6 separate regions of the Mus musculus genome follow, and all the other regions are linked to region 1. A link is a contact called in public Hi-C, HiCAR-type, HiChIP or PLAC-seq and promoter capture Hi-C data. All regions are on one chromosome and are shown on one strand. Each heading gives the region's core, a stretch centred on a gene start, on an enhancer-like site or on the middle of the called end of the contact. The rest is flanking DNA. Distances are from core to core; before and after follow the strand shown. Region 1 holds the start of 9530036O11Rik (RIKEN cDNA 9530036O11Rik). Region 2 holds the start of Nom1 (nucleolar protein with MIF4G domain 1). Region 3 overlaps Lmbr1 (limb region 1). Region 4 overlaps Rnf32 (ring finger protein 32). Region 5 has its middle 83 kb from the start of Rnf32. Region 6 holds the start of Htr5a (5-hydroxytryptamine (serotonin) receptor 5A).

Region 1 (3,479 bases), core at 429-2,928:
CCTAGGCTTCCCATACAGCAGGTACCCGGTGGCGAGATGCGCGTCGCGTCGCGCGGGCTGTTCCACTCTTGTTTTCTCCAGCCCCCGCCCCCTGCACTTGCGCCCCGCCAGCGCCGCTCCGCCAGCCGCTCGGCGCACCTAGCCCTAAAGGTAGGACTTGAATATTTTAATAGGGCAGTAAAAAGGATGCTGACCTATATTTGCAAGGAAACCCATTTCCAGCTCCAGTCATACGTGCATGGAGTTTCAGAAAGTCTCGATTTGGCTGGGAGATTGGCAGCCTGGAAATCTCAAAGGAGGTGGGATGGGAAGAGAGGCTCGTGCTTTGCTTTGCCGTCTGTCCATCCACCCTCGTCGCCGAATATTTATTCGCTTTTAATTCTTATGCAAGCAGGTTAAAAATTAAAGCGATTGCAAAGCCAGCAAGTTCCAAGTCCCTCCCCTAAGGTACCGCGGGCTCTGGAGAAATGAGGAGCATCCTTAAAGAAATATCAATACATTCTCTGACCGGCACAATTGAGGACGATGGGATCGCAGTCAGGCTACGCGATACAGTGGGGACAAGACGGGCGCCTCTGGAGCTCCTGCCTTTTGTCAGAACTGCCCCCAGGCTTTCTCAGTTACAGTTCTTTGGTGGTGGTGGGGTAAAGGGTGGGGTGGTCTTGGGAGAAAAACACAGAAAAGGAAAAGGTAGGAGCTAGGGGACGAAATGCTCCAGGCTATGTTTGCAGTGACCTGGAGGCCCTTTGAAGTGTATAGGGGCATCCCCTCTCCCTCCATTTTCTGCCTCCACTTGGAAAGGGCAGACTCCCTCAGAGTAAAGGTCTTTCTAAGTTTCAAGCTAGAATACAGGTAGTTAGAGGAGGTCGTCCCGGGAGACTAATTAAATGAGACTAATAAAATGAGACTAATAAGATAGAGAACCCCATCTTCTGGTGCCCCATTCCAGCAAACCCTAAACTTCCTGCTGGACCCTTCACCTCCTTTTTCCTCCCGGAAGAGGAGTGCTAGGTGGGCAGGTGGGTGGGGAAGGAGAGAGCAAGCCGCCTTCCTACCTGCCCAAAGAGCAAACAGAGCAGGGCTGACTGCTTGGTCACACGCACCCCCCCCCCCTCCCGGGAAGGAGTCTGTTTCCCACCCGCAATGGGTCTCTACCTGAGTCATCAGCCGGTCTGCTCCCGTGTTTTCCTCATCCTTAAATATGATGTCGGGGTTGTAATTGGGGGTGAGTTCCTTAAATCGTTCGGAGTTTCTTGTGATCTTCCCTTCATATCTGCCGCTGGCCCCTAGGGTCTTCTCGGCTACGTTGGGAATAAACTGCTTGTAGGCTAAAGGGGTCAGCTTTTTGGGGTGCCGCCTCTTTCCAAACCCCCTGCCGGGCCCACAGGCCAGCCCGGGGCACACCAGCAGCGAGGAAGCAAGGATCACCAGAAAACATCTGGCCAGCAGCAGCAGCATCTCGTCCGCGGAACCTGAGGACTTGTGAGCTGTCCCCGCGCTGTCTGTGCGCGAGCGGGTACGCGCGGGTGTGTGCGTGTGCGCTCCTCCTTGCGCTCGGCTCTCCCTTCCTCGCTCGGCTCGTTCGTTCCCTCTGGCGCTGCCTGGCTCTTTCTCTTCCTATATAACCTTGCCTGCCGCTGCTGCAGGGGACTTGTCTCCGATCCCCACCCAGACTGGGGCTGCGATGGCAGGCTGCCGGTCGCTGGTAACGGAACACATCGGAGTTGGGTCTCGAGACAGCAATTAAAAGACAAAAAGAGCCTGATTTTAAATGGTAGCAAGGCTGGAGAGCTTGTGAGACAGGCTGCCTTTCGCACTATATTATAGCTGGCAGGGGCGCATCTGATTGGCCAAGCCGCACAAGCTTGTCTTCTGATGTTAACCCTGAGAAAGACTACATTTCTCCCCCCTCTGGCTGCTGTGGCTTTATTTTCACCTGAAGGCTTCCAGTTTAAAAAAGAAAGAAAGAGAGAAAGAAAGAAAGAAAGAAAGAAAGAAAGAAAGAAAGAAAGAAAGAAAGAAAGAAAGAAAGTCTTTACTAAGGTAAAGGTGGGTGGGAGGGAGGAGGCCTGTTTATTGGAAAAATACCCCGCACTGCCTGCTTTGTGCTCAGGGCTGCTTCCCCCTTACTTTCTCTAAATGGAAGATGCTTTGGTTAAAGCCAGCATAAGTTTTTAAAGGACAGTCCAGATGCTCCCCCCCCCCCCACAAGCTTTGACCATAAAACAGCCTCTCAATTGTTTGAGGGCAACGCTGCCTCCCTCCTGTTTGCCTTATTTACACCCCATCCCCAGATGTGAGTGTACAGGACAGACGTCACGGGGTTGTGAAAACAGCTCACCTGAGCATCTCCTGAATATTTAGCATCTTTAGATAGAGGATAATCACAGGTGGCCACAACCTAAAGAGTTGCTGTTTTAAGTGCCCTAAAATACTGTCCTTTATTGTATCTCACTGACTGCACCACATTCAAGCCTCTGCAGGTGGATGGATGCATCCCAGCTGAGGGGCAGGTAAAGAGTGTCTGCAGAATGTGGTGGGGTACATAGGTTCAGTGGGTCTATGTGCTGCACCCCAGCATGGAGGGCAGCTGGTGTGTGCTTGGTGGGTAGAGGTGATCTGCCTGGGGCAACTGAAAGTGGGCAAGGCTGCATGCGTGAAGAACCCCTTCCAATCTATCCTAGCAAAGTGCAGGGCTGGGGTAAGTTGATGTGGAATTCAGGCTCCTTAACACAGTTGTATTTCACAGGAGCTTTGCAAGCTAATTTTCAAGGAAAGAAGCTGGCTAGGTGTAGGGCCTGCAGACTGAAGGTGTTAGGGATCTAGAGGACAGTGTTCTGGCCATAAGGGGCATCTTAGAAGAGGATATGCTGTCTAGAGGTCACTACTCTTGGGGTGTCCAACACTCTTTCAGGAAAAAGAAAAATTTCCAGAAAAGTCTTAGTTGAACCAGAAAAATAGAATGTGAAACGCTTTGTTTTTATAGATCATAGAAATCTGCTCTGGCTTTTCTCCCATCCTACTCACAGGCAAGATTCCTCTAGGATGGGCGAACTATTTATGTGGAATGGAATACCTGCTTAGGGACCGAGTCCTCCAGTGTTATCCCATGAGACCAGCCTCTGGCTCTTGATCCTGTCCCAGTGCAGGGAGAGCCCAGCAAACCTGAAGCTCAGCTGGCAGTGGGGTTTTCAGAGGACTTAGAAACTTGGTTGCTTTTGAGTTAGTGTGAGGCGAGGAAAGTGCTTGCTACTGTCTACTGTGAGTCTCAATGGCAGTATGGCAGAGCCTCACCATCCCAGGCTTGGAAGGGTTGACTAAAGCCCGCACACCTGCCCTCTCTGGAGTTTTCTATCCTTTGATTTATGAGGACCAAGTACAGATTCTTAGTGGGAGTTGGTCCCAGCTTCACGAAGACCAAATAAGAGCCAGACTCTCCAGCCTGTATCCTCTGTGTACATCCCCCATCAACTAGAAAA
Region 2 (3,479 bases), core at 669-3,168, 970 kb after region 1:
GAATGCCTGAGAGAAGCAAGTTATAGAAGAACACACTTGGTGCTGGAGAGATGGCTCAGAGGTTAAGAGCACTGACTGCTCTTCTGAAGGTCCTGAGTTCAAATCCCAGCAACCACATGGTGACTCACAACCATCTGTAATGGATCTGATGCCCTCTTCTGGTGTGTCTGAAGACAGCTACAGTGTACTCATGTACATTAAATAAATAAATAAAAAGATGAGAAGGGGGAAGAGGGAAAGGAGAAAAGGAAGAGTCATAAGAATAATAATGATGAAGATGACACTTATTTTTGGATCATTCAGATGGTCTCTGTCCATCATGAAAAGAAAGACCTGGAAGAGTGGTTCAGATGATGTCAACAGGAATATGTGTTATGGAATGTTCATGTGGCAACTGCAACTGCCCAGGCAGCAGAGACAAGGGCAATTCCAGTGCCCCCTGGCTTTCTCCTTTTCCCTTTCATTTCATCTGGACCCTGCCCATGAGATAATTAATGAAAGCACATCGGGGATGGGTATTTTTCTATCTGTTAACCAGCTAGATATGCCCCATGGACAAACTAAAAAGGAGCCTCGGTGTCTCAGGTTATTGTAAATCCAGTCAGACTGACAATGAAAGTAATCACAATAGCTTGCTTTCTGTGTTGTAACCCCCGAATTAGTGATACTAGAGAGATGTCAGTGTTGTGTACAGACAGTTTGCCTCTGCATTCCCTGCCCTCCCCCAGAAGCTCCCATCCTCCCTCTATCCTGGGGCAAGCACAATATGCAGACAACTGGTTTCTGTGCTGTGTCCTCCTGCAGCAGTCGGGGCTCCTTCCCCTTCCCCTGGCGTTAGAATGGTACTACCCATAAAACTCCCCTTAATGAAGACATTCTGAGGAGACATCCTCCTTTGTGTCTCCAAAAATCAACACTCCTGCTGATAAGCAGCAGAACTCCAGATGCCTGTCTTTGAGACCTTAGAGAAATAACAAGCTCAAGGGAGACCATGGAAAAAAGGTAAACAGAGGTCAGGTCACAGACAGTTACAACTGGCCATAAAATTAGTCCCTGAACAGACACCCATTAACACTCCCCCTTCCCGATACACTACCAATCCACCAAATGATTACAGCCCTCTAATCCCCTTTTCTGTAGGGATTCCTAAACTAAACTGTATATAAACCCAGTGTTTTCTGGACTCAGGGTCGTTTGCCAGCATTCACGTAGTGAGTGTGAGGCAGGAGAGCTGAGTTCAAACTTTAAACAATAAAAGACTCTTTCGAGTTGCAGTGGACTTTGCAATTCTTGAGCTCATCTGGATTTCCCGTGGACTCAGGGCACAACATTTGTAATTGTGATAAGCACTAAGGCCAAAAAGCAACTAAGGAAGAAAGGTTTATTTAGTTTAGACTTTCACATCAAGTCCACCTTTGAGGGAAATCAGGACAAGAACTCAAAGCAGGAACCTGGAGGTAAGAACTAAAGCAGAAAGTGGAGGAACAATGTTTGCTGAATCTCTCGGGCTCTGTTCAGCCACCATTTCTATGTGATGGCTAAAGAAACTCCATTTTTATGCCAGACATCCATCTTGGTACCCACTGTGAAACTATCTCAAAGGAAAAGGAAAAGGAAAAGGAAAAGGAAAAGGAAAAGGAAAAGAAAAAGAAAAAAAAAAAAAACCAAAAACACACAGAGAAACAGAATTGACTGCCTTCTCATGGGTACACACGCACGCAAGAAAATGCAAGGATGTGTGAAAATTTATGCTACAGCCATACCTAGGTTTTCTCAGTGCTTCCCAAAACAAAGTACAAGAGCTTCAGATTTTAAAGGACTCTACTAGTGTCTGTGACCTGGTACCCTCCTACCAGCAGAGGAAACCTCCCACCGTCCTTTTTAGTCCATTGAAGCGCGCTTCCGGAAGTCCCGCCCCTTCCGGAAGTGATGCCGCGGAACGTCCCGGAAGTTAACGGCGTCTATAGGCATGGGGCTTGTGAGTTGTGGTGTAGAGCAATGGCACATGCTCTCTTGAAACGTAGCGGCGTCCGCCGCGGTCTGGGCGGCAGGGAGGGTCCCCTGAAACGGCTGCGGCTGGCCGTGGAAGACTTCGTGCGGACTACCTCCGAGAGCGAAGCCTGCGAGAGCCGCAGCGCTGTGGCGCGCTCCCGGCCCGGCGGCCGAAAGAGCCGCAAGGAGCTTCGTAAGGAGAAGCGACACCTGAGGAAAGCGCGGCGCCTGCAGAGGACAGTAGGCTCCGGGTCAGGGGACCAAGGGGGGAATGTCGGCCTTAACGATGGCCCGGAGACTCGACGACCGCCCACTGAGGTGAGACCGACGCCCGCCAAGGCCACAGCAACCCCTGCCAAGGCCAGTGCCCCCTCCACTAACACCAAGGCCTCGGCGGCCCAGCCGAAGGCCAAGGCTAAAGGTGCTCCTGGAAAGCCTGGTCCCGCCACCGCCACCGCCCGGAAGCGGGCACTTCTAGCGGCCAACGAGGAGGAGGACCGAGAGATCCGAAAGCTGGAACGGTGCCTCGGCCTCCACAAGCGTAAGAAGAAGGGCGATGGTAGCTCGGTGCCGCTCAGCTTCGCGCGCGACGGTCTGGACTACATCCTGGGGGCCCTGGAATGTGGGAGCGGCGGCGGCCTGTACGAAAGCAGCGAGGAAGAGGAGGAAGAAAAGTTGGAGACTGGACAGACAGTCTTGGAGAGTGACCTAGAGAGCAATTCTAAAGAAAGTGAGGAGGACCCAGACTGGCAAGTGCTGCAGGAGGATCAGGAAGATGTAAACTCGAAAAGGAGAGGAGAAGCAGAAAGTGGGACTCGGGGAAATAAAGGGACTAAGAAAGTGCGTTTTGCAGAAGTTGTAGAAAAGAGCAGAAGCTCTTCGGAAGATGACATAGAACAGCAGGTATGTCACGAACAGCCTGTAGGCCCTCTGGGCTGTCATTCCAAACGGAGTGAGGGGCAGAGTACAGAACAGTATTTGCACTAACACAGTAGCAGCCACAGCCTGCTGAGGGACAGGCTGACCCAGGCCATTCTAGGCAATCATAGAGCTTCACTTCGTTAAATAGCAGTACCCTGCTCCAAGTTCTCATGGGGTTAGTGTTTGGAGTAAGTAACAACAACAACAACAAAAGATACCGGATTTTCCACTGTACATTTTTGTTTACAATTTTATTCCTGTTTTCAAGGAGAGTCACTCTGTTGAAAGTGGTGAAAAGTACATCCCTCCTCGGCTGAGGAACGAGGAGGTAATAGATGTCCACAAGAAAGAAGAGCTAGACAGGCTCAAGAAACATGTTAAAGGCCTAATTAACAGGTAACCTTACAGAAATATGACACACTATCACTTAGTTGTAGAAACTATCTGAAAAGCCAATGATGGAGGCTAGGACTATACAGTGTTTTGGATCCTTGTTCTTGGTTGACATAACGGGACTTAAATTTGAACAGGTAGGATGCTCAACTGTTTGATATTGCCCTTTCCGT
Region 3 (3,479 bases), core at 457-2,956, 790 kb after region 1:
TTTGGAAATATATTCATACATGGATCTTTTTTTAATATTTTCTAGGCACTGAAGTGTTTTTTTAAAGTCACAGTTTCCTCACTAGAAGATTCAAAAGCCCAACTTATGAATGAAGTAAGAAAAAAAAAGTCTATTGTTTGGGAAAGGAATGTTTAAGTGCTTAAAAAAAAGGTCTTTGTTTGCTTTGGTATGCCCCTATACACAATTGAACTATAGAATAATATAATATTATATTTTAAAGGTAATTAAAAAAAAGAATTTACAAAGCAAAAAAGTTAAAGAGATTTTAAAAAGTTATCTATAAAACCATGGACTTTACTGAGCATTTCTTAGTCAAACTTACCCAGTGTTCTGGACATCACAGGCAAAGCAGAGCTCAAGACTAAGATTGACACACAATTCCCAATGATCTGTGGAAAGAAAGGATGGCTTGCAAGGAGACAGCAGGAGGCAAAGAACCCCTCAAGCACTCTTGGGAGGGCAGTGCAGAGCAGATACCCGGAGCACCCGGCAACTTCTTAACAACACTATCAGAGTAGAATTTAAACATAATAAGCCTTTCCCTTTAAAATTATATTTATGAATTCCACAAAACACAGAGTATAGGTGCAAGCATATAGTCATAGACTATATAAATCATATACATTTTATATTATTTTAATGTAGTTAGTAATTTGAAAGCTTTGCCTATGAAATTAACAAGAGAATACCTTTGGACTTCTGACTAAATCTTAAAGGCTAATTGCTGTCAAGTTCTTATATAACATCTACTCTGGCCTATATAACCATTATAAGCATCAATTCTGGGATTTGAAAACACTAGAAACAAAAACATCTAAATCTAGTAATTCATTTGCAATGTATCTTCTAGTTACTGATTCTCCTCCAATAAGAGGCACTGAAAACATCGATTAGTATTTATAACCACCTCAACTGGACACTGGCTACTTAGCTGACTTTAAGAAACCTTTAGTATGCCAGGCGGTGGTGGCGCACGCCTTTAATCCCAGCACTTGGGAGGCAGAGGCAGGTGGATCTCTGAGTTCGAGGCCAGCCTGGTCTACAGAGTGAGTTCCAGGACAGCCAGAACTACACAGAGAAACCCTGTCTCGAAAAACAAAACAAAACAAAACGAAAGAAACCTTTAGTATGATACATCTGGGTGGATGGGTACATAAATTTCAATATATGTAATATATATTATCAATGGGGTTCATTGTGTGTGTGTACCCACACACTTGTGGGATGTAAATATAGACTTATATAATAAAAATGGGAAAGACCAGCAGCTTTTAGCCATTCCCCTTAGGCAGCCTGTGAAATTATTTTACAAAGATCCATTTATTATGTAATATAACAGGCTTTATTGCTATGGTGCCAGTGACAACACTGTATCAAATTAGCCTCACACCACACTGTCTCTGAACAGAGCTATTCCTTCTCACTTTAATTATTCAGAATTGAAATACTTTTTCTCTGCCACTTGTAGCAACTAAGCTCTTCAGATTTCAAACAAGCTCCTGAAGTACAGTTAACACAGCCCAAGTTACTCATTAGCAATATGTTTTCTTTAAGAAAAACAAGGGTTCTTTCTTTCAGGAGACTTCCACAACTAGTTACCAAGTGCGTGGTTCTATGCATTTACAAGTGAATGGATGCAGTCCAATTTACACAGAGCACATCCTCTCCCACTCACTCAGCATTCTGAAAACCTTCCTTTGTGTGTCCGCTACTTACAAATACCTCTCAGCCAAGATGAGCTATTCAGGGTGCTTACTGACTAAAGCACTTGTTTATCTTGGAAGCAAAAGAAAAGCCATGGCATCTAAGACTTTACCTTACCTTTGTCATAGTTGTGTCATCCTTCTTGGGTGTAAAGTTTCCAAAAAATCTGAGGCTATAGAAACCAACAACAGAAGACACCATGAGATAGCTGTGAGAATGAAGGAAAAACTCTCCAAGAGAATGCACACTTCCCAAAGTCTAAAGCCCATAGGAAAAGCAAACCAAAACAAACAGCCACCGAGGCTTGCAGAGGACTGCGTTGTTTTTCTTTCCAAACAAGTGTTTTAGTAAATTACTATTGTCCCAGAAACTAGACAGAAAACTTGTTAACAGACATAACATTCAGTTGAAGAAAGGATACAAAATCAGAATGATTTCAAGTGCAGCTCCCACAAAGCCAAAAGTGGAAAGAGAGGCACTTCCTATGCCGGGGCCCTGCAAGGAAAACACGCCTCAGAATTCAGTGATGCCATTACACATTTAACACCTTAAGATAGTATGAATCCTCCAAAGACTATTAATTTTAGCAGGTTCAAATATAACCTGGTTTGCCTCAAATGTACTTTTAAGACATTTGCCAAAATGATATCATTATGACTGCTATAAAATGGGATGATCTGCTATCTGAGAAAAATACATTGAATTTTCTGGGGAGTTTTCTTTCTTTTTTTTTTTTTTTAACTTTTTACTGATTATTTGTAAATTTTCCAGCATGCCTCACTATCCCTCTCATTTCCCCAAACCTCCCACAGAAAAGGGGGAAAAAAAATCTCACTATGGAAGCTGAGGTGTGCTATGGTATGTCACACAGTATACCCTTTTGCCCAAAGAGCTTTTCATGCAAATGTTTGTTGCAATGAGGCATTGGTCTAGTTTGAGGTCTCTGGCTTCTGCTATACTTTCAATACTGGATCCTTACTGGGACTCCTCTCAGATATCTTGCTGTTGCCCTGTGTCATGGAGATCCTGCAGCTTAGGATCTGCAATACTGGCCCCTTCGTGTGTTCCAACAGTTCATAGACAAAGTAGATATTGGGGTAGGCTAACTCAAAGCCCTGGATCGGGGCCTGGGTGGTAGCTAAGTTGGTCAGTTTACAGCTCTCCAGTACTGCCGAAGCAAGGGGCAAGGCCCACTTTCTTGAGTTCTGCAACTGGCAAGGGGACAGGGCCAGCTCACTTGCTCTCAAGCTCTCATGCCCTCCAGGCCAGCTCTCACATGCTGCAGAGCTAGGGGCAGGGCTAGCTCTCCCAAGATCATACCCCGAGGGACAGCTCACCTGTGTCCCAACTACCTAGCTAGTTCTACTATGCTGCCCAGGTAAGGTACTGCTCACTGGGGAGGTTTTTGGTTGTTTTTTTTTTTTAATAGAATAATATATAATTAATGCAGAAGCACATATAAAAATTATACTATAAACCTTGCCAATTTAAGCTATGTTTACAAATAAAGCAATATATCCAATTTCCTTTTCCCAAATTTTCCTTGATAATTCAGTTACAAAAATGTGACTAATAGCACTTATTTTTTAAAAAAAAAAGTAATTTTAACAAAACAGAAAGTAATACATACATTTTAATAAATATTATCTAATCTCGAGACCTACCTTTACTTAGGCAAAATAGAACAAATAACGTTCAGATACTGATAACTGACAGCAAACATCAGTCCACTAAAGTAGGAACAACATTTTCAA
Region 4 (3,479 bases), core at 681-3,180, 740 kb after region 1:
TGGACATTAGTATATCTAAAATAAAAATGTAACTGCTGGCCCTGGCTCCTTAATATGTGAGAAACAATTTTTTTTTTTAATCAAAGGTAGTTAGCCCAACAAAGGCCCTTATTCCCAGAACTCCCATCTCTCTCAAGCCAATTAGCCAATCATAGCAGATTATAAAGTGTAGCTCCCACCTGTAGGATGAGAAATAGTTACTTTCTGCCTGTCTATTTCTGTGTTAATGAAAAACAGAAGCCATCTTGGTCAGATGTGTTTACCTAGTTAAGGTTTCAGGGCACTCCTTTTAACAAAAGAAACTGTCTTTGTAAACTTATTTTCACTTTCTTTGATTTAGCCCAAGCTAAATCAAAGATTGGTTTATTTTTTTTTTTAAGTTGGCCCTGCAGCTTGAACCTATGATGGTCTTCAAAAACAAAACTGTTTGCTAAAATTCAAGTCCAGTTTGAGGTAAATCAGTGTGCCTAGAGATTTCCTAGAAGTAACTACATTGAGAACAAATTCCAGAGCCACAGTGAACAATGTCTCTAGCAAGCTTCTTTGAGTGAGAGACTAGCTTTGTGATACAGTTAGCAGCATTCCAGAAATACCAAGTTGTTCTAGGAAGATAGGAGGCCCTATGTTTTTTCCCATGTCTGCTGGCCCATCTTAACTGCACAAAACTTAAGATTAGTAATTTAAGTATTGAGATCTGATTGAAGGTTTGAGTCAGAAACTGGAGAGTTTAGTAAATAGGACGTGTGAATAACAATGTGGAGGTAGCAAATTGACCATCTGCAGATGGTAACAATTCTTTTAATCTGGAAATTACCATATATTTAAGATATATCTCCTTTTCACCATGAACAAAGAGTAAAATTCACTTTTGCATTAGAAAGAAAGAAAGAAAGAAAGAAAGAAAGAAAGAAAGGAAAGAGAAAGAAAAAGGAAAGAGAGAAGGAAAGAGAGAAGGAAAAAGAAAGAAAGAAAGAAAGAAAGAAAGAGAGAGAGAGAGAGGGAGGGAGGGAGGGAGGGAGGGAGGGAGGGAGGGAGGGAAAGAAAGAAAGAAAGAAAGAAAGAAAGAAAGAAAGAAAGAAAGAAAGAAAGAGAAAGAGAGAGGGAGGGAGGGAGGGAAAGAAAGAAAGAAAGAAAGAAAGAAAGAAAGAAAGAAAGAAAGAAAGAAAGAAAGAGAAAGAGAGAGAGGGAGGGAGGGAGGGAAAGAAAGAAAGAAAGAAAGAAAGAAAGAAAGAAAGAAAGAGAGAGAGAGAGAGAGAGAAGGAAGGAAGGAAGGAAGGAAGGAAGGAAGGAAAGAAAGAAAGAAAGAAAGAAAGAAAGAAAGAAAGAAAGAAAGAAAGAAAGGCAGAGACAGAAAGAAAGTCTGTTACTACAAGAAATCCATCTGGCTCACTGCTGTCAAAGATGGGTAGACAGTGCTCCAGTGAGTCAGCAAAGTGGAAGTGGCATCTGGTCCCTTTCTGAGCAGCCACTGTGATCTGTGCCTCAGTGGAAACCAGAACTAAAGACATTTTAAAAACAAAATACCATTTATGTTAGTATCATATAATAGCAACTAAAAACAAAAGCTTTGCAGCACCAGTGTGACTGCTGAGCTGCAGCTTTGCCTTACAAAACTGACCTCATCAGATGCTCTACCACCTTAGCGGACATGTAGCTAAAGCCTCTAATCTGCTGGAGAACAGGCACTCTAGATCCAACTAAAGTCCCATCAGAAAAAAAGAAGTCTAATGAATAGAAAAGAAAGGGGTAATAATGCACTTGGGAGCTTTGTCCTTGAATGCTCCATATGCTGAGATGAATATGCTTTCAGTACTCTGGATCAGGTTAGCTCAGATCATTCTGAGTTTATAATCTATCTTGCTAAAACACAAATTGTGGTTCTACATTTTCCCCTTCTTTTCCTTGGAAAGTTAATGAAGCTCTTTTCTTTGGGTTTTATCCATCTAAATTCTACAAACACAATGTTCTCATACACTAAGACGTTCTCTTTCCAAGGTGGTCTGGATTTAAAATATCGTAGGCATGCTGCTAGCAAAACAGAAGCGGAGCAAAGTGGTGTAGTGTGACAACACAGGTTCTTTTAAGCACACTGAACTTTTGTGGTAAGAACTGCAAAGGTCAGGTGTTAGGTTTTGTACTGGTGAGTGTCAGGATTAAAATTCAGCAAGGGAGTGTTGGACCTGTGTGGCTGATACAGTAGTCTTGATACACTTACTTGCTTGGGAACTCAGATCAAAGGACCTAGAAAGGTCGGAAAGCTGATGTGCTAATTCCCCAGCAGTGTGTACAGAAAGCCTAGTGTGTCCCAAAGTGCAGTGGCCACTCCTTAGATGCCTTTGATCCTTATCTGGAAACTTTGCTAGCATCTGTCCTATAATTGAGGCATAGTCTTTTATTGCTGCAATTAAAACTTTCCAAATGCACTATGTTATCTCTGCTCCAGCTAAAGTCCAGACCATTGTTTGAGGGGTGAGGCTAACAATCCGTCAGATGCCGGACTTGAAGGCCCAGCTCTCACACACCCCCAACCCGTGACTTCTCTAGCTTTTTCATTTCCATCTCACCAAACAGCATAATGGTCCTGAAGTTTGTTCATCCCTTTGACTTCCTTTATCACATAGAGATGGCAAACATTCTGTTGCTAACTTGAAGTGGCTCCAAGCTGCAAGCCTGGAAGGATATTAAACCAGTAAAAGCTTATCAGCTGATGCATTGAGATGCTATAAATTCCAGGCTTTTCATTTTGCTTTTGAGGGTGGCCCTAAGTCAACACATTAGTAAGCAATTTGCTGACATTAGATGGATCACTTAGGACTCTCCTGAGCAGACAGAGTTCACCTAAATGCTTTTGTTGGTATTTTTTTTAACTTTTAGCCAGTGTACTGTTTTCAAATGACCACTAATTGCTTTACATATCAAGTACCTGGACTCCTGGTTATTAAATTTATCAAATATCCAAAATAGGAGATTTAAAAGGAAAAAAAAAGTTAAGGTATTCATATTTCTAAATTGAAATTTTGTTTTATCTGAAATTCATAATATTAAGCATTAATGTTTAAAAACTAGAACTAAGTTGACATGTTTTTCTTGTTATCCTTGCCCTTTGAAGTATGAAGGTTATTAATGAACATAAGTGAGGAAATAAGAATTTCTGAAAATAAGAATTTGACATTTCAGAAATATTTAGTAGTTGCTTTGGATTGATTACAGTGAGCACTCAGTCAATGTGTGTTGACTTGACTTTTTCAAGTATCAGCTCTAGCCGTGCAGAGATTCCTGTTGCTGAGCTGAGCAATCAGACTCTAGAGAGCAAGAGCAGTCCTTTCTGCCCCTTCAGAAACACATCCTGAGAAACTTCAGGGTGGTGACAATTTTACATTAGTGTTGTGCTTTTCAGCTCAACATTGGTGTTTTGTTGAATTTTGCCACCAGAAATCACTTCAAAATTTAGAGAAGCACCGTTCTTTCCCCTTTTCTCT
Region 5 (3,479 bases), core at 411-2,910, 650 kb after region 1:
TGTTTTGTTTTGTTTTGAGGACAGGGTTTTTCTGTGTTGCCTGGTCATCCTGAATTCACTCTGTAGACCAGGCTAGCTTGAACTCAAAAATTTTCTCGGGAGTGCTGGGATTAAAGGTGTGCTTTACCAACACCCAGCTTCAGCTAGGTTTCTTAAACAGCCAATGCTCACCTACCTAGGGACAATGGTACCCACTATGCACTGGATCCTCCCGTATCAATCATCAATAAGGACAGCCACAGGCCAATCTGATTGAGGTAATTTTTCAATTGATATTGCCTCTTCTTAGGTATCTAGGGTGTGTCATGTTGACAAGAACAAGAAACTGGCATACTATGGTATACACATAGGGAGATGTGGGTACATGTATGCTAGGACAGATATGTGGCAGTCAAGGACACCTTAGCAGAGTTGATTCTCTCTTTCTACCATGTAGGCTATGAGGATTGAGCTAACATTGTCAGGCTTGGCAGCAAGTACCTTCAGTCACTAGACATCTTGACAATCCCAGAAATCTTAATTCTTTCACTCCCCTGAAGCTTCCCTGACTCTGCAAACTTCTCTGTCTTTCTGCACCAGTCAGCTCGGCTGTCACATTAACATATCCTGAAGTGGAAACTTAAGAGTTCTTTGGAAAGTCAGTTATGTTAGATGTTGTTTTGCTGGGACAAATACATGGAGTGTTTTCCTGAAGCAGACACAAGTAAAAGGATGTTTTGCTAAATCAGACATGTGAAATAACATTTTGCTGAAGCAGACACAAGTGAAAAGATGTTCTACTAAAGCAAGCACATGAAAGGACACGTGATGAAGGATTCTTTGCTAATGGCACACATTGTAATGGCCTTACATTGAATTGTTGAGCTCCATTTGTCAGAACTCCATAGAGAGAAATGCACCAAAAAAAAAAATTCTGATGGTGTGCCATGGCTTCTTGCTGCTTCCACAGACTCTGGCTGATTGACAGAGTGATGTCACCTGAGACAGATACACGTGCTGAGGCAAGACCTATGGAGGGCATGTGATGTTTAGAGGGTATAAATAGAACTCAATGGAGAGTGATGGAGGCTGAACTAGGCTTGCTTATAGAGCTAGTTGTGCAATGCTTGTTGGTCTTGCATCCTCACTGATCTTCACTTCACTGAGAGAGGCACAGCTGAGAACTTTTCACAGCATCCCTATTGGCAGTGGTCCCTCCTGCTGACTTGTGCCAATTTGACTGAGGCCTGGCTGTTCCTGGTAGGTCATGCCACCACTGCTACTGTTTCAACTCTACCAAACTGGACTGCTGATATATCCATGAAGTGTTTTCAAGTGGGCTGAGCCTCCACTGTTGACCTGTGGACTGAACTGTTGATTTTCTTGCAACACAGATGGCATAAGTTCCAAAGAACCATTTCTAAACAGGTTCACTTCCCCCATATCCTAATAACTTTTCTTTTCCATTACCTTTGATGGGCAGTGGGCTAGAAGAGAGGTTAAAGCATTTAAGAACCAAGTAAGCTTTGAAAAAATTAAAGTTACAATATCCCAGGATGATCAGTTTGCAATTTGATATATACTTTCTTAGGATCTACAGTTAAGAGTGCAAATAAGGACTCTTCTCAGGTTTTCTTACTTGTTGGTCCTACCATGACTCAGCAAAAGCTCTGGTGCCTTTTCTGCACTCCAAGGTCCAGTTTCATCAGGCAAATGCCCTGTACTGTGATTCTAGTATGTATCGCATGCCCCAGTCTCCAAATTCAGTCACCAGGGGAACGGGAACTTCAGTACAGGAAATGAGCGATTTCTACATCTAACTACAACATATCACCCTGGAAACACATGATGTCCTCAGGCATCCCTTCTAGGAAGCATATGTGACCTAGCTGCACACACCTGCCAAGTATATCCTCCTCAAGAGTATTTCCCATAGCTGAGCAGTCGAAAGGATAAGTGATGAGCAATGTCAAATACTCTGGAAAATGCATTCCTACCCTGTCCATAAATTTATTTTTCGGGATCAGACTGAATTCACTCTAATTAGAAGAAGTAGAAGCAGTTTCAAGTCTTCAATAACTCAATTATTTAGTTTAAGGAAGGAACTAAAGGTCTGCTCACGCTTCTAAAGTACACTAGACCTTTAATTTTATTTTATGAGCATATATTGGTTAGCCAGAGTAATAGTTCACAGTGACATTTCTTACATGTATACAACACACCTGTGTCATATCAGTCCTGTTTCCCTTGCTTCTCTGCTCTTCCCCTTACACATGGCTAATACTTCTTTCTTTACTCCCATGTCCCATCCCACACTTGTGAGAGGCACTTGTGGTCACTCGATGCTTATCTTTCAGAATTCTTTATCTCACTCACCATGGGGATTCCATTTCCATCCATTTTCCTGTGAACAACATCATTTCATTTTTCCTGGAGGCTGAGTAAAATGTCATGAGAATGCATCACATCCCATTTATTCCTGGTGAGGAGCACCTCAGCTAGACCTTTCCTGCTGTGAGGAGAACTGAAAAAACACAGATGCCCATGTCTCTCAAATAAGCTGACTGAGCCTCCAGAAGTCATATGGCTGCTCAGACAGAAGTTCTGAACTTAGCTTTTTTAACTATACCCCTACTTACTGCCATGGTGAATTTTTAGTTTACCTCCCACAAGCAGTAAATAAAATTTCCTTTCCTCCTACAGCCTTACCAGCATTTCTTCTTTGTTTCCCTGATAATGGACATTCTGTCTGGAATAAAATAAGATCTTAGTGACATTTTTGCATTGCATTTCCCTGATGACTAAATTTGTTAACACATTTTTATATTTATTGATCATTTGTATTTCTTCATTTGAAAAATATCCATTCAGCCTATTTGCCCATTTACTGACTGATCTGATTTTTTTCATTGTTTAAATTTTTAGTTCTTTATATATTCTGGATATTAATCCTATATTGAATGAGTAGTTGGAAACATGTTCTCCCAGTCTGTAGGCTGTCTCTTAATTTTTCATTTTTGTTTGCTATGCAAGTTCTTTATAGTTTTTTGAAGTCTCCTTACATATGTCTGTATCTCATAACATTTTTCTTACATTATTCCCAAGTAGGTTCAACATTCCAGGTCTTTCATTGGGCTCTTTAATCTATTTTTTTATTTGATTTTTGTATAGGGTAGAAGACAGGGTTCAAGTTCTAGTTCTTCTACACATGGACACCTACTTTTCCCACCATCACTTGGTAAAGAGGCTATGTTTCTCCAGTCTATGTTTTGGTACCTTTCTCAAGAATCACATGACCATGTCTTCTATTTTATTTCATTAGTGTATGTGTTTGGTTTTGTTCATGTACCATGATGGTTTTGTTACTAAAGCTCTGTTCTATATTTGAAATCAAGTACTGTGATTAATCTAGTGATACTATTCCTGAATCGACTCTCTTTGGCTCTGTGAGACCTTCTGTGATTTCATATTAATTGTAGCTTTTTTTCCTGTTTTTATGA
Region 6 (3,479 bases), core at 272-2,771, 630 kb before region 1:
TGTGTGTGTGTGTGTGTGTGTGAGAGAGAGAGAGAGAGAGAGAGAGAGAGAGAGAGAGAGAGAGAGAGAAGGCAACTTCTGTGATCATTTTGTAGGCACTGTCCACATTATTTTATGTCATTGGCCTGGAACTCTCCAGCTAGGCCAGGACAACCAGTACACTTCAGAGACCTGCCCATCTCTAGCCCACAGTGCTGAGATGACAGATGTGTACTACCATATCCTCTTATTTATGTATTACTATTATTATTATGCACACACACAAGCTCCTGTGTGTACTGTGTGTATGTGGGTGTCATAAGCCATAGTGCACATGCAGAGAGACAGCTTTCTGCAGTTGCTTCTCTCCTTGAGGGCTGGGGCTGTAGCTCAATGACAGTGTTCTTTGCCTAGTATGTGCAAAGCTCTGGGCCTCAACTCTTACACTGAAACAAAGAAAACTCCTAGGTCAGACCTTTTGATAGTTTTACAAGCATGCATGGGTAATTTTTTTAAATTTTATTTCATTTATTTTTTGAGTCGGAGTCTCACTATGTAGCCCTGGCTGGCCCTGACCTTGCAGAGCTCCACCGGCCCCAAGCTCAAGTGCTAGGATTAAGGGCTGAACCATCATGACTGTCTCAATACTTTTCAAGCATGTTTCAAGCATTTCAAGTGCCGTAGAGATTTTCTCTTTTTTTTCTTTAGGGTTTGTTTTTGTTGTATGTGTATGTTTACATGCTTGTATGTGTACATGGTGCCTGTGGAAGCCAGAATAAGGTGTCATATCCCCTGGACATGGAGTTACAGCCAGTTGTGGGCCACTGTGTGAGTCAGTCCTGCGAACCAAAGCAGGTTCTCAGCAAGGGAAGCCAATGATCTTAATGGCTGAGCCATTCCCTCCAGCTTCTTTTCCATAGAAACTTCTGTAGAGTCACTAGAGAGGCTCCTGTAAGCCTCTTTCTAAGCTCAGGAAACAAGCACCCTATCTCCAACAGTCATCAATCTTTCTCCTTTAAAACAAACAACTCTTTAAGTGAGGCCACCGAGCTCTCCGAGTTAGGAGGCAACCACATACGGAAACCTGGAAGGGAACAACAGTAGGCTGTTAGGAAGTTAGTTGGTTAGTTGGTTGGTTAGTTAGCCTAACCCAGGACACCTGTACTTCAAGCAAATGGCTCGAAGTCTCAAAATCACCTTCAGAGGGAGCATGAGTGCTGGAAGAAGGGTTTAGGAAAGTTTACTAATTAATTCCCGGCCACTGACCCAGTGGTAAAGAGCGATGGGACTGTGGATAGACACCAAGCTGCGTGCTGGTATAGGCAGCGGCACCGTGGACAGCGCCAAGCACTGAGCTGCACACAAAGCCAGTGCTGAATACTCCCATGCAGAGAGCCGGGTGGAGAGAGGCGGCTTCATCAGCTGATGCCTTACGTAGTGCGGGAGCCCCACTTTGCTAAAGCAGGTCTGGGTGGGCGCGCCAGCGTGCCCTCTCGGAGCAGCAGCCTCAGGCACGGTGGAGAGAGATCAGGACAGGGCAGAAGGCCATCTCCAGAAAGCAGGTATCTACGTGGCTTCCAGTCCCCAACCCCCACCCCTCGGAGCCACTGCCGGGAGAGGGGGGAGGTGGGCAAGGAGCAACCCTGGACCAGCGACTGTTCTGACGCACTAGCTGAGTTCTGGGCATCCACCCTGCACTGGGCGGGGGCCGACCTCAAGGATGCTCTGCTGCAGGCGACCAGACAACAGTCTCCGCCTAGGTGAGGAACAGCAGGCATGTGATAGCAAAGGCGGGCCCTGGCTTCTAGATTCAGCCCCTTGAGTCCGCTTTCCATATCTCTAAGGATACCTGGGCTGCGCTGCTTGTAGCCCAGCACCCTCCTCTCTGCTACAATTTCCTCCGGACTCTGACTGGGTGGAGACTGAGGCCAGGTTCTTGGCTCTTAGCAAAATCCTCTCCATTGGCCATCGGTCGCAAACATCTAGATTGACTTCAGTGGGCTCGGTGGCAACACAGTCTAAACACAGGTGTCCTGGGACAGCAATGGATCTGCCTGTAAACTTGACCTCCTTTTCTCTCTCTACTCCCTCCTCTTTGGAACCTAACCGCAGCTTGGACACGGAAGTCCTGCGCCCTAGTCGGCCTTTTCTCTCAGCTTTCCGAGTGCTAGTCCTGACTTTGTTGGGCTTTCTAGCTGCGGCCACATTCACTTGGAACCTGCTGGTGCTGGCTACCATCCTCAAGGTACGCACCTTCCACCGAGTACCACACAACCTGGTAGCTTCCATGGCCATCTCGGATGTGCTAGTGGCTGTGCTGGTTATGCCACTGAGCCTGGTACATGAGCTGTCTGGGCGCCGCTGGCAGCTGGGCCGGCGTCTATGCCAGCTGTGGATCGCATGTGACGTGCTCTGCTGTACTGCCAGCATCTGGAATGTGACAGCAATAGCTCTGGACCGCTACTGGTCAATCACGCGCCACCTGGAGTACACACTCCGTACCCGCAAGCGTGTCTCCAATGTGATGATCCTGCTCACCTGGGCACTCTCCACTGTCATCTCTCTGGCTCCACTGCTATTTGGCTGGGGAGAGACTTATTCTGAGCCCAGTGAGGAATGCCAAGTCAGTCGCGAGCCTTCCTACACCGTGTTCTCCACCGTGGGTGCCTTCTACCTGCCGCTGTGCGTGGTGCTCTTTGTGTACTGGAAAATTTACAGGGCGGCGAAATTCCGCATGGGCTCCAGGAAGACCAACAGCGTCTCCCCCGTACCCGAAGCTGTGGAGGTGGGTGCTATAAGGATCGTTAGAAAATACGTCACTTGTATCTCACAGGCTTTTCTTGCAGCGCACTTCACCTTATGTCTGTGGAAGGTAAAACTCTCCAGTTTGGGGAGAGGTAGATGAGGGAGGAAGGGGGGGCTCAAGAGCCAGAGACTCCCTTTGCTCTAAGCACTGAATTACAGAGGCCCTCCCATACTGAATGTCTGGGGGATTGTTTTCTTTCTTGAAAAATGAGGGGTTTGCCATCCACATTCTACCTGGTCCACTTTGGTACTAAAGTCCTGTGGATGGGCAGTACCTGGGAAAGCTGGTGTCTTGGAGACACTGGCTCAGTAACTCAGGAAAAACAAACAAACATGCAGTTTTCTGCATGGGTGTTCGGAGGAGGGAAGATTAGAATGATTGACAGGATGAGTGCCACATAGCAGGCATACCATTTGTGTTGTTTTCTAGGCTGTCTTGCAAACTATAATTTCTGGGTTGCTGTCCTTCTTCATTCTTCAGTGTCCTAGTAATGCCACCCCCCCCCCCACACACACACCATAAGATTAAAGACAACTGTGTCATGGTGACTGCATGTGCTGTCCTCTTCCCTTGTGGGTTGTAACAATGCTTTCTGAGTCTATTTACTGCAGCCCCGTTGGGCCATGGGCGCCACTAAGGACCACTTGGCCTGACTGCCTTCTCTTTGAGTAATATGCAGGAGAAAATTGAAGTT

What was found. Promoter capture Hi-C pulls out the DNA fragments that hold promoters and counts their contacts. A called contact is a pair of places that touch in the nucleus more often than the background predicts. HiCAR-type assays count read pairs that join an accessible place to other places. HiChIP or PLAC-seq counts read pairs in DNA pulled down with a chosen protein or histone mark.
Region 2: a contact with region 1 is called in a HiCAR-type map of astrocytes, with 10 times the contacts expected there. The contact joins the promoter of Nom1 here to the promoter of 9530036O11Rik in region 1. A contact is called at or near these places in 10 of 39 promoter capture datasets (the C10 cell line, the SN4741 cell line, cranial neural crest and 6 more), 1 of 15 datasets of contacts at CTCF or cohesin (embryonic stem cells), 12 of 115 datasets of contacts at active chromatin or transcription factors (SST interneurons, acute myeloid leukemia, astrocytes and 7 more) and 1 of 9 other capture datasets (adipose tissue).
Region 3: an H3K4me3 HiChIP or PLAC-seq map of stem cell-derived neural progenitor cells shows a contact between it and region 1, with 35 read pairs. The contact joins the enhancer-like site here to the promoter of 9530036O11Rik in region 1. A contact is called at or near these places in 22 of 39 promoter capture datasets (the 3T3-L1 cell line, the C10 cell line, the HPC-7 cell line and 13 more), 1 of 484 Hi-C or Micro-C datasets (stem cell-derived neural progenitor cells), 20 of 115 datasets of contacts at active chromatin or transcription factors (astrocytes, craniofacial prominence, embryonic basal ganglia and 11 more) and 3 of 9 other capture datasets (adipose tissue, embryonic stem cells and liver).
Region 4: a contact with region 1 is called in a Hi-C map of the N1E-115 cell line, with 7 times the contacts expected there. The contact joins the enhancer-like site here to the promoter of 9530036O11Rik in region 1. A contact is called at or near these places in 8 of 39 promoter capture datasets (the HPC-7 cell line, cranial neural crest, embryonic stem cells and 5 more), 1 of 15 datasets of contacts at CTCF or cohesin (embryonic stem cells), 10 of 484 Hi-C or Micro-C datasets (the N1E-115 cell line, cerebral cortex, differentiating embryonic stem cells and 5 more), 12 of 115 datasets of contacts at active chromatin or transcription factors (embryonic basal ganglia, embryonic brain, embryonic forebrain and 7 more) and 1 of 9 other capture datasets (embryonic stem cells).
Region 5: a promoter capture Hi-C map of liver shows a contact between it and region 1, with 7 times the contacts expected there. The contact joins the enhancer-like site here to the promoter of 9530036O11Rik in region 1. A contact is called at or near these places in 5 of 39 promoter capture datasets (embryonic stem cells, liver, stem cell-derived epiblast-like cells and 1 more), 2 of 15 datasets of contacts at CTCF or cohesin (embryonic stem cells and stem cell-derived epiblast-like cells), 10 of 115 datasets of contacts at active chromatin or transcription factors (astrocytes, embryonic basal ganglia, embryonic forebrain and 4 more) and 1 of 9 other capture datasets (embryonic stem cells).
Region 6: a contact with region 1 is called in a promoter capture Hi-C map of embryonic stem cells, with 4 times the contacts expected there. The contact joins the promoter of Htr5a here to the promoter of 9530036O11Rik in region 1. A contact is called at or near these places in 8 of 39 promoter capture datasets (embryonic stem cells, hematopoietic stem and progenitor cells, liver and 3 more), 2 of 115 datasets of contacts at active chromatin or transcription factors (both in embryonic stem cells) and 2 of 9 other capture datasets (embryonic stem cells and liver).

The regions. Positions count from the first base shown.
Region 1 is chr5:28,465,306-28,468,784 of GRCm38.p6, forward strand. It overlaps 9530036O11Rik (RIKEN cDNA 9530036O11Rik), which reads left to right and starts at 1,679. Exons shown (of 7, transcript NR_015562.2): 1 at 1,679-2,043. Shh (sonic hedgehog) reads right to left here and starts at 1,796. Exons shown (of 3, transcript NM_009170.3): 1 at 1,156-1,796. The coding sequence starts at 1,458.
Region 2 is chr5:29,432,749-29,436,227 of GRCm38.p6, forward strand. Nom1 (nucleolar protein with MIF4G domain 1) reads left to right here and starts at 1,919. Exons shown (of 11, transcript NM_001033457.2): 1 at 1,919-2,895; 2 at 3,182-3,309. The coding sequence starts at 1,930.
Region 3 is chr5:29,252,400-29,255,878 of GRCm38.p6, forward strand. It overlaps Lmbr1 (limb region 1), which reads right to left. Exons shown (of 17, transcript NM_020295.3): 13 at 2,147-2,220; 14 at 1,843-1,933; 15 at 344-410. Among named protein-coding and RNA genes, the nearest start is that of Gm42244, 20 kb to the right of the region's middle. Within about 2 kb of position 1,707, at least 18 of the 459 cell types and tissues checked have an H3K27ac peak or open chromatin away from gene starts, as enhancers often do. A contact at or near this core is called in astrocytes, embryonic basal ganglia, neural progenitor cells and 2 more, where this site is marked.
Region 4 is chr5:29,209,866-29,213,344 of GRCm38.p6, forward strand. The region is part of intron 8 of Rnf32 (ring finger protein 32); the gene reads left to right. Among named protein-coding and RNA genes, the nearest start is that of Rnf32, 16 kb to the left of the region's middle. RefSeq lists an enhancer at 2,133-2,939. Within about 2 kb of position 1,931, at least 25 of the 459 cell types and tissues checked have an H3K27ac peak or open chromatin away from gene starts, as enhancers often do. A contact at or near this core is called in the N1E-115 cell line, where this site is marked.
Region 5 is chr5:29,111,446-29,114,924 of GRCm38.p6, forward strand. No RefSeq gene overlaps it. Among named protein-coding and RNA genes, the nearest start is that of Rnf32, 83 kb to the right of the region's middle. Within about 2 kb of position 1,661, at least 3 of the 459 cell types and tissues checked have an H3K27ac peak or open chromatin away from gene starts, as enhancers often do. A contact at or near this core is called in liver, where this site is marked.
Region 6 is chr5:27,840,426-27,843,904 of GRCm38.p6, forward strand. Htr5a (5-hydroxytryptamine (serotonin) receptor 5A) reads left to right here and starts at 1,522. Exons shown (of 2, transcript NM_008314.2): 1 at 1,522-2,764. The coding sequence starts at 2,024.